4 separate regions of the Gossypium hirsutum genome follow, and regions 2, 3 and 4 are each linked to region 1. A link is a contact called in public Hi-C data. All regions are on one chromosome and are shown on one strand. The core of a region is the stretch at or near the end of the contact, and the rest is flanking DNA. Distances in the headings are between cores, read along the strand shown.

Region 1 (3,953 bases), core at 586-3,085:
AAGTAATTCTCGGCGTGTGGTACTGTATTCCAGAAAAAGTTCTGGAAAGAGCGACCTCCTTCTAGGTCACACTTAGGGTGTTTATATAGGCTTTGGATTGGCTTTCTTCCTCCCTAAGTACCTTTTTTCCATGTAAAATACGACTCTTTGAAAAAGGGACACGCCCGTGTGCCACGGCCATGTAACATGATTACCAAGCCGTGTTCGATCCGTTAAATTGCACACGGCCATGTGGACTCAATGACCAGGCCGTGTGAATCGTGAAAACCTTGGTCGACACCCCTGAAGGCCACGGGCGTGTGAGATGCCTATGTGGCAAGGCTTAGGGCGTGTCATCTTTTCGATTTGGTCCATTTTTGTCCCTTTTTAGCTCGTTTTTGCTCCTTTAGACTCTTGGTGCTTTCCTGAGTACAAAACATGAAATAATCGGATTAAGAGCACCAAAATCCACAAATTTAATAATAAACATCCATAAATATGCTAAGTATTTGGGTGTAGATATGTATAATTAGGCGTTTATTACCCGTCCACCTCTTTTTTCGCACGAAGTAAGAATAGCGTTGAAATCACCAATGCTAACCACGGAGACCCATCCTCGGCACAATATATTTCAGAGCATCCTGTAACTGCTTCCACTTTTGACCATTAGGACTGCCGTAAACAAAAGTGACCAAAATCAGTTGTCGATAAAACTTACCAGAAATTCTAAGTAGAATAAATTGGGAATGGTTACCCAAGATATCAACAGAAATGGAGTCCTTCCAACCTATCTAAATACCCTCCGAGAAACCCACAGCCTCCACTTGATGCGAAAAATCAAAACCAAGCTTAGCAATAATAGAATCAGCTTTAGGCCCATTTACCCTCGTTTCTAAAATGTCCACCAAATTAGGCCTATGCTCTCTATTATATTCCCAAAAAATATGAGGGAATTTCAAACTGGCACAACCTTGACAATTCCAACAAAAAATAGTAAAATTCATATTAAATTTTTTATAAAAAAAAAGTAAAAATTATCGCCAAATCATGCAGAAGAGGATCGAAAGTCACCAGTCTGTCCTTCAACACAACCTCCAATCACATCCAATCCGGGCCCAACTTGCGAATTAACAAGATTAACCATAGAACTTGTAGCATCTGACAATGGAATTCGAGCAATTCCAACATTTTTCAATCTACCTCATTTTTCCTTGAATGAACGATTGAGGCAGGCTCCACCACAATTGTTACTAACTTTAATCTCAAATCCGTGCCCTCTGGATACAGAAAAAAATTTATTAGCACTAACTAAAATATTTTTCTTGTTACCTTTATGCGTTTTATTCACAATAATGACAGCTGAATGATGTTTTGGATCTAAAAAATTTGCGTCTAATTTGACCACAGATTCATTGGATCCTTTGAATATGGGGTTATTAAGAACCAAATCTTTCTCCAAAAGACCTGAAGGACCCGAATATTCCTTCCCAATTTCCTGCTCAGATAAAATATTAGAAGAAAATCCACCTGCATACTGATTATTTAAAATAATATTTTTACCATTTGAAGTTATGTTATCCAAACCATTGAGGATTAACCCATTAGACATTAAAGGACCCTTCTGCTCAGCACGTTCCTCACTTGGTCCTCCAAGTAAGGCATTCGATAGCCCACAAGCTTGCACCGCTCCCTCCTTTGAATTTTCTAATCCTGCAGACGGTGCAAAAGAAATATAGTTAGAAAAATTATTCATTCGGTCCTTGTTCTTTTGAAATAAATCATTAGACTCCACACCCCTCTTTCCCATTGACTTGGCCCACTATATCCCTTAATCTGACTTGTTTCAGAATCCATCGGGCCACTTGACCTTGAGTCCAAAGCCGGCCTGATTAAAGCCGAATCCATTCTAGCTTCACAGTCTGCCACCTTTAAATGGCCCAAACCCCTTTGAATTAAATTACTATCTTCTTTAGAAATACCCCCATATCCGCTTGACTCCCTTCCTTCCCTTTCTCAAACCCCCCATCAGCTGCAGCAAGGCCACCGCCTGAGACCTCTCCCCTGATTAACGGCGAGAATTGAGATCCCAACGGGTCCTTTCCTATTTTTGCAGCCTCATTAACTCGAGAATCATGTGATCCCCATCCTCTCCGGCAACTTCATCAGATGCTACCACTGCGTCAGCCTCCGTTCTTTCCAAGACTGCCTCTGGCCTCTCTAAAACTGCGTCAACTCCCACCGACAGACACAGCTCTTTTACATGCCCATATTTCCCATAGTTAAAGCAGACCGTCGGAAGAGATTCGTATTCAACCCGTTGAACTTCCCCATCCACCAAGACCTTAGAGATGAGTGGTCGGTCTAGGTTGACGAACACGGCCAAACAGGAAAATCGCCCCCAGGTGCTATTGTTAGTTTGAAAGTCCAATTTTACAACTTTCCCGATTAAACTCCCAATAGCTTCAATGATTTGTCTTTTGTACATAAAACCCAGGAGTCCCGGTAGACAAATCCACGCCAACACCACACTAGGGTAAGGCTGTGCTGGATTGAACGATTTCGTCCAAGGTTATACAGTGAGGTATTGCCCAAAAATTATCCAAGGACCTTGAGTTAAGACTTTGTTATAATCCTTCATGTCCTGAAATTTAACAAAAAAAATAACCATTAGTGATGTCCATTAGATGAAAAGATTTTGCAAGTTTCCAGAGATTTAGTTTACGGTTGTAAAGCACGTTATAACCAATGTTGCGCTCTAGCAACTTAAGAATAACCGTCGATTCCATTTCCTTAAACAATATATCTTTGATGCACTTCGAAAAAGCAATTGCTAAAATGCCATTAACCATTGACATCCCCATCTAGAATTTCTAGATCACCTTCATTCCTCCCGAGATTCCTTGCAAGATTTCCATCGGAGGTGGTCACTTTTCCCCCCAAAAGTTTGTCTTTAAAAGACACCATCGGCTGTTGTTCAGAATCGACAACCATATTAGTCTCTTCTTCATCAACAACTTCCATGAAACGTACTTTCTTGGTATTCCGATCACCAACATCACACGGATCGCAAGCCGAACCATTACCAGAATTTTGCATCTTATCTATCGCGTTCTAAATCTTAAAACTTTATTCAACAAAGGTGATGCCGAGGGCAACTAGTTTGGTGTCTTTTATTAATAAAAAAAAATTCTTGATCTCTATTTTAATGTAAAATTAACTCTATAAATTATTGATAGTAACAGAAAAAGTCTTTCTTTTTGAAGATTTTTAATTTTTAATAGTTTTTGGAATTTAAAAAATTTAAAATTTTTAAAAACTAAAATTCTTTTGCATTTCTATTTTTTTTTAAAAAAAGAATTTTTATTAAAATTTTGAAATACTTTTACAGTTTTTTTGAATTTTTACAGTTTAAAAGTTTGAAGAGATTTCATAATTTTTGGAATTATACTCTTATTTATGTTTTTCTTTTATTTCTTTTACAAAATTTAAATTATTTTAGACAAATATTATCATATTAGTGATGAAAAATTAATTGTTAATTTACTTTAAATAAAAGAAAAAGATAAGAATCAAATTGAAATTTAAATTTATTATCAAGGCTTATATATAAAAAAAACAAAAATAATTAAACAATTAACAGCAAAACTTGAAGAGGAAACTATTTTACTCTTCATTTAATGTTGTATAAGGGCTAATAATATTTTGGGTAAAAAGATCAAATATAATCCAAAAATTGCTATACTTGGATTATAATTCGCCTCACTAAATCCAACCACATGTGTGTGGGATTAGTTGCAAGGGCAGATCACATAGAACTTCGATTGCGTAGTTATAATATTGTACGGACAAAAGAAATAATTGCACAAGCAGATGCACTTTCTACTTTGGATGTAGGCATCATTAGACCATGATTAATTATTGTAGGTAAAAAGTATAGGATTTTATTGGCTTCTACAAGTTTAAAAACAACAAAA
Region 2 (3,953 bases), core at 878-3,377, 420 kb after region 1:
TGAACTAAGCTCTGGTACCAGTTTTGTGACTCCCTTGACCTAACCTGATTCACTGAGTCTAAATCTCGAGTGTTATAAAACAATACAAAACATTTACGAAAAACAATTTACAAAGACTCACAATATGAATAGTATATGTGTATGAGCTAGTATAGAACTCACCTGATTCTCACCGATTGTAATTCAAAGCTCTAGATCAGACATCTAACACGAGAATAACAGAAACCGCTGCTTACAAGGTATAAGAACACCATTAAAACTCATTTGCATACTACTTATCTTCATCTCAAACACAGATAAACCTCATACAAAACCTTATTTCTTCATCTTACTGTTCATGCAACTCTAATAGACTTACTCTTTCATAACTTTAACATAAAGAGTCGTAATATTTACCTTAACATGGAGTAATCACTGATAAAAATCCAAATCTACAACTCCAACCTAAATAGAAAGAAATATTGTTGGTTCCTTAAGATTCAAATAGCAACACTTTTCAAGAAGGAAGAAGAAAAACTCTCACTTTCTTTAGCCTAAATATCTATAAATATAACTTAAGTCTCTATTGGAACTTGACACGTGTCACAAACTTCCAAAACTACATTTATAAATAGTTTACAGCTATAGAGAGAACCTATATGAAAATTCAATAAATTTATACACTTGGTTCATCTATTCTATTAATTTCTAGCCAAATCGTTTATAACGTAACTAGCACAGTAACTTAATGAACTTGGAGTATAATACTTCCGGCGATAACCTAATTAACCAAAAATTCTCAATACTCTTACCAATCTATTTTCTTCTTGCAACTCAACACATTCTAAATTCAATCCTTACATAATATTCTAACGTCTAATATGCGCTCTATACATCAAGAACAACAATTGGGCGGATAGAGTCGCTTTTCACAGATTACTCCCAGCCTACTCACTAGAACTTAGGACCCGCCAAAACTGAGTGTTACAAGTTTGTTGGGGACAAACTTGTTTAAGCAATGAACAAGTAAAATAAACAAAAAAATTAAAAAGTTGAACACAAATTTTACGTGAAAAAAATCCTTAAAAGAGGATTAAAAAACCATGGGCAAAAAGAGATTTCACTAATATATAAAATGAGTACAAAGATGCAGAGAATCAAAAGAAAAAAACTAGAAACCCTGAAAAAATCTTTCAAACTCAAAACATATAATTCTCTTAATCCGTAATTTTTTATATTGTTTAAACTTATAGTAACTAAGGCCTATTTATAGGTTAAAATTCGTAATATTTATGACTAGAATATCCCTAAGTTAATCAGAATTTAAGTGGAAAACTAAAACAAAGTTTAATTGAGAGAAGAAAATTGAGAAACTTGAGGAACACGTCGTCACATCGTGATGTGGCTTTTGCATTGTCGGGACGAAGAATGATTGTGTCGTCGGGAGAAAAGTCTTCTTCTCATCGTGACGTGGGCTACTCATCGGGACGATGAGTCTTCCCTTGTTGCAATGTCACTGACTGTTTTGATCGAAATGCGAGGCATATTTCCACAAAAGCAATAAAGAACAATTAGCTTTTGGAGTCAAAATTGTGGTGGAAAAGTCAAACACAAAAGCTGAGATTTAGGTGATTTTGACTTTTGCGTTTGGAAGCAAAAAGTATATAAAAAAATAAATTAAATTATAATTTATGTATCATTATATTAAATTATTTAAATATTTCATTTATTGTTATATTAAATTATTTAAATAGTTTAATATTATGTTTAAGTTTTTAAAATATTTTATACATCATTAATATTACAAATAATTTATATTAATTACTTAAAAAGTGTTTAAAAATTATACTTTATGTATCTTTATATTGAATTATTTAAACATCATATTACTAAACTAATTTTTAACTTTCTACTATGATGTTAAAAAAAAACATTTTAACCTTCAACCAAAATTTTTGACAACAATAAAGAAGACTAAAATTTAATAAACAATACTTTTTCACAAAACTTTTCTATCTCACTTTTGAAAAGCTCTTTTGAAAACTATTTTTCAACCGAAAAAAAAAACTACCTCTTAATTGAATTTCTTTTCAACCAAAAGAAAAAAAAAATCTCTTTTATTGAGCATTTTCACAAGCGTCCGAATATGATAGTGTCAGGTCGAAATGGCTTGGGTTTAGGCTCTATGGGCCTAAAACCCGATCCAAACCCCTAAAAGTTCTTTTTTGAAAAAAAAAAAAATTTCTTGTTCGCGAAGCCAAAAATAAATCTGCGGAATAAAAGTTCTCTCAAATTGTGCAGTCTTTATTTTCTCTTCGGTCGACCTTTACTCTTTCACCATGCCTAAGGAGCAAGCTAACTGGTCACCTTACGACAACAATGGAGGGTACTTTCTTTTTTCCTCTCAACCTATAAATCACGCTTCTTCTTCTTCTTCTTCTTCTTCTTTTTTCAATTTGGTTTCGTTATTTATTGATGTTAATGTTATGCTTTTCTTTTTTTGGATGTAATTTGCAGATCTTGCGTTGCAGTTGCCGGCGCCGATTACTGTGTAATCGCTGCTGATACTCGGATGTCGACGGGTTACAATATTCTCACCCGTGACTACTCAAAAATCTGTAAATTGTAAGTTGTTGAGTGCAATCTCTTGATTTTTACATGGAAAAATGAACTAGAAAAATTTCTGAAAGTAATAGAACATTGATGTGGAAGGTATCTAATAATTTATTCTGAAGGTGATAGCCTATGATTTTTTTTTTATTTTTTTTAAAGAGGCATTTATTTTTCTTGCATAAGAATTTTTAAAGTCCTAATTAACAGGAATGTCAAGTTTTAATTTTTAATTACTGGTTAGCTGCGTTGAATAGAAGGCCGATTCTTGGTTAGAAACTAAGAAATTTTTGAAATTTGCTAAAAATGTTTGTTGTCCAAGGGATGTTTAAAGGTACTTTTGCCTCCAACGGTTGAAAAGAAAGGACGCTATAATTGATTTTACAGTTAAAGGAAAGGTATAGAATTCGCTTGTTTTCCGGCTAGCGATGGTCATATGTTTGATGATGGCTATTTGAGTGATATTTTTATTGCTATGGAACTGTAGAGGGAAGGAAGATACTTGTTTTCATGACAAAATAGTTTAGTAAAGAAAAGGATAAGAATGGACTATGATCTGCTGTATTCATATTTGGAAGAGAATGGTAAATATTTAAACAATGGCACTTTAGTTGGTGAATTTTAAGTGTTAATAGAAATAACTTGACTTGAAATTTTTTTCTGCTTTTTTCTGTCTTTCTTCTTTTCAGTTTCTAATCAGTGCCTTTTACTTTTACATTGCAGAGCAGATAAATGCGTTATGGCATCCTCAGGATTTCAAGCTGACGTGAAGGCTTTACAAAAGCATCTGGCAGCTAGGCACTTGGTAAGCTTTCAATTTTCGGGGAATATGATGGAACATTTGTTTTGAGTTTGAATGTTAGCTTCACTTTCTTTTTTGCCTAAACAAGTGTACTACAATAATTTCAAAAGACAGGTGTTCTTTTTAGATTTTGACGTAGATTAGAAATTTAAGGACAAGATCATGATCAGTAGTACTGGTAAACATCTTCTGCAGCTGATATAATAAATATATAATTTTGATGGTGCTTCTCAAAATTCAGATTTATCAGCATCAGCACAACAAGCAAATGAGCTGCCCGGCAATGGCCCAACTGCTGTCCAACACCCTTTATTACAAGCGCTTCTTTCCTTATTATTCTTTTAATGTTTTGGGTGGTCTCGATAATGAAGGTAATCTGCCTTGAGCCTTAGTTGCTAGTTTTAAGCCTTCCATTCTAATATGAATAGGAATTGAATAGTCTCATGTTAAACCAATTAGGAAAGGGTTGTGTCTTCACATATGATGCTGTTGGTTCCTATGAGAAAGTTGGATACAGCTCTCAAGGATCTGGTTCAACACTTATCATGCCTTTCTTGGATAA
Region 3 (3,953 bases), core at 626-3,125, 360 kb after region 1:
CCTGGTTTGTTATAAAAGATCATAACCAAGAGCATCACATGGATGAGGAAAGAAATTTTAAGAACATATCTAACACCATTTAAATACTTCCTTTTTTTAAAGCAAGAACAGGAAATAATAGCAGGGACAGAGACAGACCCATTTAGATGTTAGAGAGGATGCAGAAACATTGAAGAATGTTGCCTGTGATTCAGATGCAACTGCTTTGGCAAGCATGGTCTTCCCATTACCAGGTGGACCAAAAAGAAGCAGACCTAGAAACCAAAATGCAGCAGTAATGTTCATTAAAACAATTCCTCAAGCATGGAAAACTTATCTTCATGAATATGGTCTAGTAAGATTCAACCTCTAGCTGGCCTTCTAAGTCCAGTGAACAAGTCCCGCCTTCTAGTTGGCAGAATAACCATTTCCATTAGTGCTTGCTTAGCCTTTTCTAGGCCAGCTGCAAACAACTAGGAGAAGTAAGTTCATAACTTCAATGCAAGAAAGAAAGAAAAAGGTAAGCATTAGAAAGCAAAACCACCAAGGGAAAAACATATGCAGTATCTTACCAACATCATCCCATTTAACAGCAGGGCTTCTATCAACTATTGCTGTATTGATCATTTCAACCAACTTCGACTCATAACCATTACCAGATTCTTGAGAAAATTTCGAACTCCCAACTTTATCAACCTGATTTCTCACCACCGGGTTACGAGGAGACTTTTGTAACACATCTCTCCTAGAATTTGATGCTCTTGGTGAAACTGCAGCAGTTTGTGCATGAGTTAAGGTGTTCTGCAAATATGTATAACATTATATAATAAAAGAATGGGAACACTGTAAGACAATAATCAATCTCAGTAACTAACAACCGCATAACGCAGTTGCCATCTAATAAACATGGTTAAGTTTACATTTAACTAACATAAGACTGAGAAAGCCATACCTTGTTCGCGGATGTGCTACCTAAAGAAGATAGAAAAATAATAATAAACGAAATGAGTATGTATTTTAATTATTGTAAAATCACTTAACATGATAAATATTCAGAACACTACTAATAACCTGATCGGCGACTTAAAACCTGTAGTCTCTCAGATACTTGACCTTGCCATTTCGATATCTTTTGCCTATACGATTTCACCTTTTCTTGTTCACTATCACAAAATATGAGGAGTCAAATTTATAATCCATCAACACCAAATGATCAGGCAATTAGCAAAAGCAAAATGCAAAGATAATTGTTGAAATACCTAGAGCCGATATATGAAGGTGTGGCAGTGGAGCTAGCCTCGATCAGAATTCGCTGTGCATTTTTATAGTGAATCAGGGCGTCGTCTACTAAACCCCATTCTTCCGCTCGAACTGCTTTGTCGATCTCTCCTTTGGCCAAATCGAAGTATCCTTTGAGCTTATACGCGGTGCGTTCGTTTCCAGCTATTCCCTCCATGTTCTGACACGTGGAAGAACTAGGGTTTTGCGTTGATTCATATGGCGTGCTATCGGTTGAGATGATTGAGCTTAGAGAGTCGATTATGTCTTTGATGAAACTCATATCTACAAAAACAGAAAGAAAAAGAAGAAATAGATCAATCCTCGAAGAAAGCAATCAAGATATTTTAAAGATGAAGAGCAATTTGGCTAACCATTTATGATAAAATGGGGGAATTTCCCGAGTAAAAAAGTTCATCGCTTAGATCAAATTTTAGGGGAAAAAAAAAGGAAGCAATCGTTTTCAAAAGAAAAGGAAATTTCCGAAATTAGTTGGCGAGAACGAGAGAGGGGGAAAACAGAAAAGAGAAACCAGTTGCGTTCTTCTGATGGTTCTCCCTCCGGAAACTTTCAATTCCGTCGGATAGATAGCCTGCAGTGAGAGAAAGAAGATGGGCATTTTACACTTTGAGCCCAACAGGCGACGTCGTTTCACTGTTGATCTTAAAGATGGGTCTTAAAAACCCAATCCAATTTGTACACTTCTCGGCTCACTTTAAATAAAATGACGGACCTTAAAGATGCAGACGGTCTGTCTAGACTTGACCGGGCTTAAGGCAGCCTTTAACTCTGACACACTTCAACGTTTAAATGGGCTAAAAATTTATTATAATTTCATTAAAACTAATAGAAAGCATTTCCATACTGGAGGTCACGTAATTATTTTTTACAACTCTAAAAGGGACAACACCAATTTTTCTTTTTTGTGCCACATATTAATGAGGAAAAAAAACTTATAAAATAGATTTTTATATAGACCTAAAGTCTCACTTCCTTTTTTTCTTTAAGCAATATAGGATATGAGATATATGTATATATAAAATTATGAATAGGTTTGCAGTTTATTCCTAGACAATGTAGGATTGCTTCCTCTTTTAACTAATAACATAAAATTAAAGGTTACACTATATTTTATAATTTTTTTACTTATAAAGTTTAAAAATTTTATTGATGTAACAAATATTTTCCTTCTATGTTTTAGTTTCCTTTTAGAAAACTTTTACATGTTGATAGTTGTATTTATATTTTGCATAATTTATTATTATGATTTATTGTGAATAAAGTTTATTTAAAGTGATGTGTTGAAAATCATTACAATTTTATTCATAATGTCAATTCATAATATTATTTTTTATTCGTTTAGAGTATTACAAATTTTTATATATTCTATACATTAATAATTCATTTATATAGATATGAACACATGCATTAATATTGTATTCACATCATTTTATTGTTTAATAATTTGATATAGAAATTTAGTTTTAACATTAAATTTATTTTATTAAAATACGTTATATAAATATAATTAATATAGTGTTATATACAAAACTTTAATCTAATATTTTGGGGACCGTTGAGTCATATTTTGTTTAAAGATATGTGTATATAGTACTATATACTATGTGATCCTTTTGGTAGTTGCAATATCTTGGAAAAAGAGTTAATAGTATTAGTGACTTGTTTCTTTCACTCTTATTAGTGTGCGTTTTAATATTATAACACTTTCATGTTGATGTATGGATTTAGATTTGTAATGTAATCACATGCATATGATAATAATCGCATGAATGTTATATTGACGTTTCAAGATCGTTTTAATTTGATACAAATTGGTGAGTCATTTCATTTAGATTTTCAAGTATAACTTGATTGTAGATGTATGTATGTATTTATGTATGTATGTATGTATGTATGTTCTGCACACAAAAAATTAAAATGAGGTGATACTCCCTCCTATGCTGATCAAAAAGTGTCTGGAACTTACAGATACAAAGAATCGATTGAGTATTAGTAAGTTTCCCTCCCCCCAACTTTTGTGTGTATATATATTCGTCATTTTGAGTTATATATATATATTCTTTTAAATTTGTAAAATATTGCTGTTGTTTTTGCTTAATATCTGTAGGCTATGTATGAAAATTTTCTGACATCTATTATTTGTTTTGTTTTATATCCCTCCTTCAATTCATTTACCTTGTTTTGTTTACATATGATTATATGCTTTTCACTATTTGCTATGTCCTTTTGCTGGAAAAAAATATTAGGACTTGTTTGTCATATTAGCAAAACTGAGTTATTATTTTATGTTCTTATTGAATCACTAGTTATACATATGTTTATATCCCATATTGTTTAAGAACAAGTTACAAACTTATTCATGAATTTATATAAACATATATCTCATCTCACATTGCTTAAGAAAACAAGAAAAATGAGACTTTGAGTCTATATAAAGACATGTTTTATAAGTTTTATTTCTATATTAATAGGTGGCACAAAAAAAATGGTGTTGCCACTTTTAGTGCTGATGTGGCGAAAAGTGCTTCTAGTTTTAAGTGTTTTTCTGTCAATATGCTGAAAACGTGTCTAGCTGGAAGTATTTTTTATGAGATTTCTCTAGATGGAAGCGTTTTATCAAAATCGGCCCATTCTCGTAAATTTTCAACAATTTGGTTTATTTTCGTAATTTTTTT
Region 4 (3,953 bases), core at 776-3,275, 300 kb after region 1:
TTTTTATCTCTATCTTTTGTACTGTTCGTTCTTTTGCCATTATAGTAAATTGTGATTTTTTATCCTCTTTCGAGGGGTTTTTCCATGTTAAATTTGTGTGTTCAATTTCTCAATTTCTTCTGCTATTTTTACTTGTTCCTTGCTTAATTGAGTCGATCCCCAACATCTCCTACTCTCTCGTCCACTCAAGTTTATATAGTGGGCTGCCCCTTATTTTGCAGTGCCTGGTGGTAGTTTGTACCATATCTAACATGGTTGTGCAAGATAACTAGGTGTCATTGTCGTTACAAGTCAATTGTCGCCATGGTATGTGCTTTGTGGTGTTACCTATGTGGCAGATTGTCTTGCTCTGTCACCTTTGTCTTAGACTATAAAGGCAACAAATTTGCCCAGATGGTTCTCTGAATGGTGCATCTTGAAGGGTGAGTTGCAGAGGGTAGATTACGGATAGTCCACAAGCCATTTCACCGAGGTTTCTGCAGTGGGCCACATGCATACCGTTTGATGGTCTCAAATTTTTTTGTAAGATATTTCAAATTTTCTTAAAAAAACTAATTAGAATCTCACACAAATTAGCCGACAATGTGAATAAGAATTAAATGAAAAAAAAAGACAAAAAAAGAAGAAGATAAAGTTGTGACGAGCATTTACCCGTAAATAGGCTTCTAAACAGAATTGCATACGGTTGAATCTCTCCATTTTTTTTTCAATCTAATTATAAAATTTTAGTATATAGAAAATAATAAATTAAAATTACCAAATAAATGTACTTAAATAAATAATTTTTTATTTAGATTTGTTCCAATTCATAAATACCTTTGAACAAGCTATGATGATCGAATTTCAACTTATCAACACTGCCTAATGCGAGATTATGTGATATATTTCTTTCTAAATGTGAATTGTATTCTCAACGGTTGTCTTCTGGAAATGAAAAGTAAACATTTAATCAACGGTATATGATATGATTCATTGCTGTTTGAACTGTATCAATAAAAAAAGTACTAAAACGTAATAGAACTGATGCCTTCCGTTGGATAACCAGACTAAAACACCTTGAAGATTCTAAAATGCCACTCTTCTCCCTACCCTACCCTTCACTCTACCACATCATAGTCATCAACGAACTTGTAACACCAAAGAGAAGTAAACATAGCATCACTCCTGTGTTCGCACCGCCGACCGCGGCTTTGTTATTCAACGACGGTGACTCGCCGTTAATCGTGACCGGCGGAGACTGAGCTGGGTCACTCGGAGCCTCGACGTAGGAAGGAGGCGGAGGCTGGTTGAGGCTGGGAGGCAACCCATTGCCGTGCCGAACGAGGATCTTGAATGCCATGCCACGCTGACATTGGACACCATCGCCAGCGTCGGAGAAGTAGTAGTTTGCGCCCTCAATAGTCAACGGCACTTCAATGGTCAAGGATTGATCAAAGTCTGTGTTCCCGCCGTTGTATTGGAAGGTATCGGTGTCTGAAGCATCGTCCGTAGTACAATTACGATAAGTCGTTTCATTGTACGTCTGGATCACCGTCTGATTTGTGGTGGTCCTAAATACTATAAACAATTAATGAGAAAAAAGGAAAAGGAAAAGTCAAAAATGGCGAATGGAATAAATAATGGATGCTAAAGAATTATTAAAGCTTTTGGATCTTACTGAGATAGTCGCCGAGACTGAAAGTCTGATTAGCAGCCCAGGACGTGTAATTGGTGGCGGATGTGTTAGTTTTAGAATGAAAGAACCAGCCAGCATCACCGCCAACGGTGTGGTTGGTGTAACCGGTTGCGACGGTAGCGGTGGTGATGAGGAGGCCTAGCAGCGCTAGAATGAGTTTGGTGTTGGAACCCATGAGTGCCGCTGAATGTGAATGTGGGCGTCTGATCTGATCATTAATCATAGCTCGAGCGGCGGGTTTTTCAAAGGTATTAATAAAATTGGTAGTTAACGATAGTGGAAGGAACGTGGTAAGCCACGTGAAAGAGGCTGGGTATATGAGCCTATAACTTTACTTTGTCGTTGTTCGTTTTCCTATACTATTTTTTCTCCTTGAAGGGTTTTATACTAGGTTAAATTCTGCTATTAGTCCATATACTTTGAAAACGTTATAGATTTAATCATTTTACTTTAATTTGATCAATTTTAGTTTCTATACTTTTTGAATTGATCAATTTTAGTGCTAACCCTAAATAATAATATTTAAATCCATTTGGTTAAATCCAATTACTAGTCATATACTATCCTTTTGGTTAAATCATTTTTAAGTCTTATACTTTTCGAATTTTTAAATTTTAGTATTAACACAATAATTATATGATAATATCTTTGTTGGATCAGATTTTGAAAATAACATAACTTAACTTAAGAAACTTAACCATTACTATTTGGTGAGGATTGAAATTTTAAAATTTGAAAAGTATTAACACTAAAAATAACCAATTTAAAATACATGAACTAAACCCACAACTTTCACAAAATATAAGGACTAATAAAAAATTCTTTATATCATTCCTAAACCTATCATAAGCATAACCAACTAGTTCTTTCGATAGTTATTCTATTTTATTATAACAATTAATTTGTTCATAATCAATTTTTTATTTTTTATGTTTTATTTTTTATAATAGTTTTTTTTATCTATAACAATAACATCAATAAAATATATGATATATTATTTATTAAATCAATTCTCTATAATAATTTCTTCTCTTAAATTTTAGTAAATTTAATTGTATTCCTAAGTAAAATAAAAATAATAAATTTTAGTTAGATATCCAGTAAAATTTTTAATTTTTATATAAAAAATTATTAATCATTTTTTGAAAATAAAAATAATAAAAAACATAACACCCCTTAATAAAATATTCTTAAAAAAATTTTAAACACAAACACTTAAACAATAACATCAAATTTCAAAAATAGATATGTCAAATAAACATACATGAAATTCAATAAATAAATCCAAGACTTATAAATGTCATGCATTTAAAGAAAAATAAGCATCCATAAAATTCAATAAATAAATCTACTACTTATAAATGTGAATGTATCAATAAGTATACATGAATAAACATTAATTCGTTTGCATAAATAATAAATATATAGAAGATAAATATATGGTAAAACCTATGTATATGCAAATTTCATGTTTTTCTCCCTTTTTTTTTTCAAAAAGCAATCAAAATAATGAAGCATGATACCAATTATAAAAATATTTTGAAAATAAAAGCATACGAAAAATAAAGATTAACGCGAGAACACAATGAGTTATAATATATTCATATGAAGAACATGTCAATTGTATTCTTAGAAGCAAACAATGAAATGGAAAAGAAGCATACTTGAAATCAATTTATAAAGAACATTTTATGCAAAATTTCTGAGGATCATATGAATTAGTCCTAATTGCATAAATTTTTACCTAAATTCATGTCTAATGAAATATACCAATTGATACTTAAACAACGATACCAATTGTTAATAAGAAATGTGAACAAGATATGGATTAAGAATCAAAGAATTGCATGCTAAGGATAATTCAATAAGGTCATAAGCAATTCCTATTTCTAGTACTCCCTCTTACTAGATGCATATCCTAATGATTTTCTTCTCTTTTCTAGATAACAATTGTTAATTAATAAAATAAGAAATGTAAAACACAACAATACCTAAAATGTGGATATCAAAAGCTCATCAAAGCTACAATGATATCGATTATGAAGAGCATAAGAATGAGAAATTCATACAAGGCATAACATATAGACAAGCAAGAGAGATTTCACTCAATAAGTAGACTTAGCATCATGCAATTTCACCATGTTCAATAAAGTGAAGATTTTCTAAAGCATAAGACATGACAAAGACATCCATTTAATAACATAGCACGTAATCATATAATGGATATCAATATATTTAATAACATAGCACGTAATCATATAATGGATATCAATATATG

Evidence for each region. A called contact is a pair of places that touch in the nucleus more often than the background predicts.
Region 2: a Hi-C map of leaf shows a contact between it and region 1, with 1.9 times the contacts expected there. The contact joins the promoter of LOC107952906 here to the enhancer-like site in region 1. A contact is called at or near these places in 3 of 34 Hi-C or Micro-C datasets (callus and leaf).
Region 3: a Hi-C map of leaf shows a contact between it and region 1, with 3 times the contacts expected there. The contact joins the promoter of LOC107952909 here to the enhancer-like site in region 1. A contact is called at or near these places in 7 of 34 Hi-C or Micro-C datasets (anther, callus and leaf).
Region 4: a contact with region 1 is called in a Hi-C map of leaf, with 2.3 times the contacts expected there. The contact joins the promoter of LOC107952911 here to the enhancer-like site in region 1. A contact is called at or near these places in 4 of 34 Hi-C or Micro-C datasets (hypocotyl and leaf).

The regions. Positions count from the first base shown.
Region 1 is chrA07:34,618,561-34,622,513 of Gossypium_hirsutum_v2.1, forward strand. No RefSeq gene overlaps it. Among protein-coding and RNA genes, the nearest start is that of LOC121204425, 3.7 kb to the left of the region's middle. Within about 2 kb of position 1,836, at least 9 of the 9 cell types and tissues checked have an H3K27ac peak or open chromatin away from gene starts, as enhancers often do. A contact at or near this core is called in hypocotyl and leaf, where this site is marked.
Region 2 is chrA07:35,041,689-35,045,641 of Gossypium_hirsutum_v2.1, forward strand. LOC107952906 (proteasome subunit beta type-1) reads left to right here and starts at 2,128. Exons shown (of 7, transcript XM_016888112.2): 1 at 2,128-2,365; 2 at 2,497-2,604; 3 at 3,313-3,394; 4 at 3,633-3,762; 5 at 3,851-3,953. The coding sequence starts at 2,319.
Region 3 is chrA07:34,976,193-34,980,145 of Gossypium_hirsutum_v2.1, forward strand. LOC107952909 (spastin) reads right to left here and starts at 1,876. Exons shown (of 14, transcript XM_016888114.2): 1 at 1,632-1,876; 2 at 1,239-1,542; 3 at 1,051-1,142; 4 at 932-951; 5 at 552-780; 6 at 347-442; 7 at 139-254; 8 at 1. The coding sequence starts at 1,540.
Region 4 is chrA07:34,915,901-34,919,853 of Gossypium_hirsutum_v2.1, forward strand. LOC107952911 (blue copper protein) reads right to left here and starts at 2,026. Exons shown (of 2, transcript XM_016888115.2): 1 at 1,658-2,026; 2 at 771-1,557. The coding sequence starts at 1,898. The coding sequence ends at 1,103.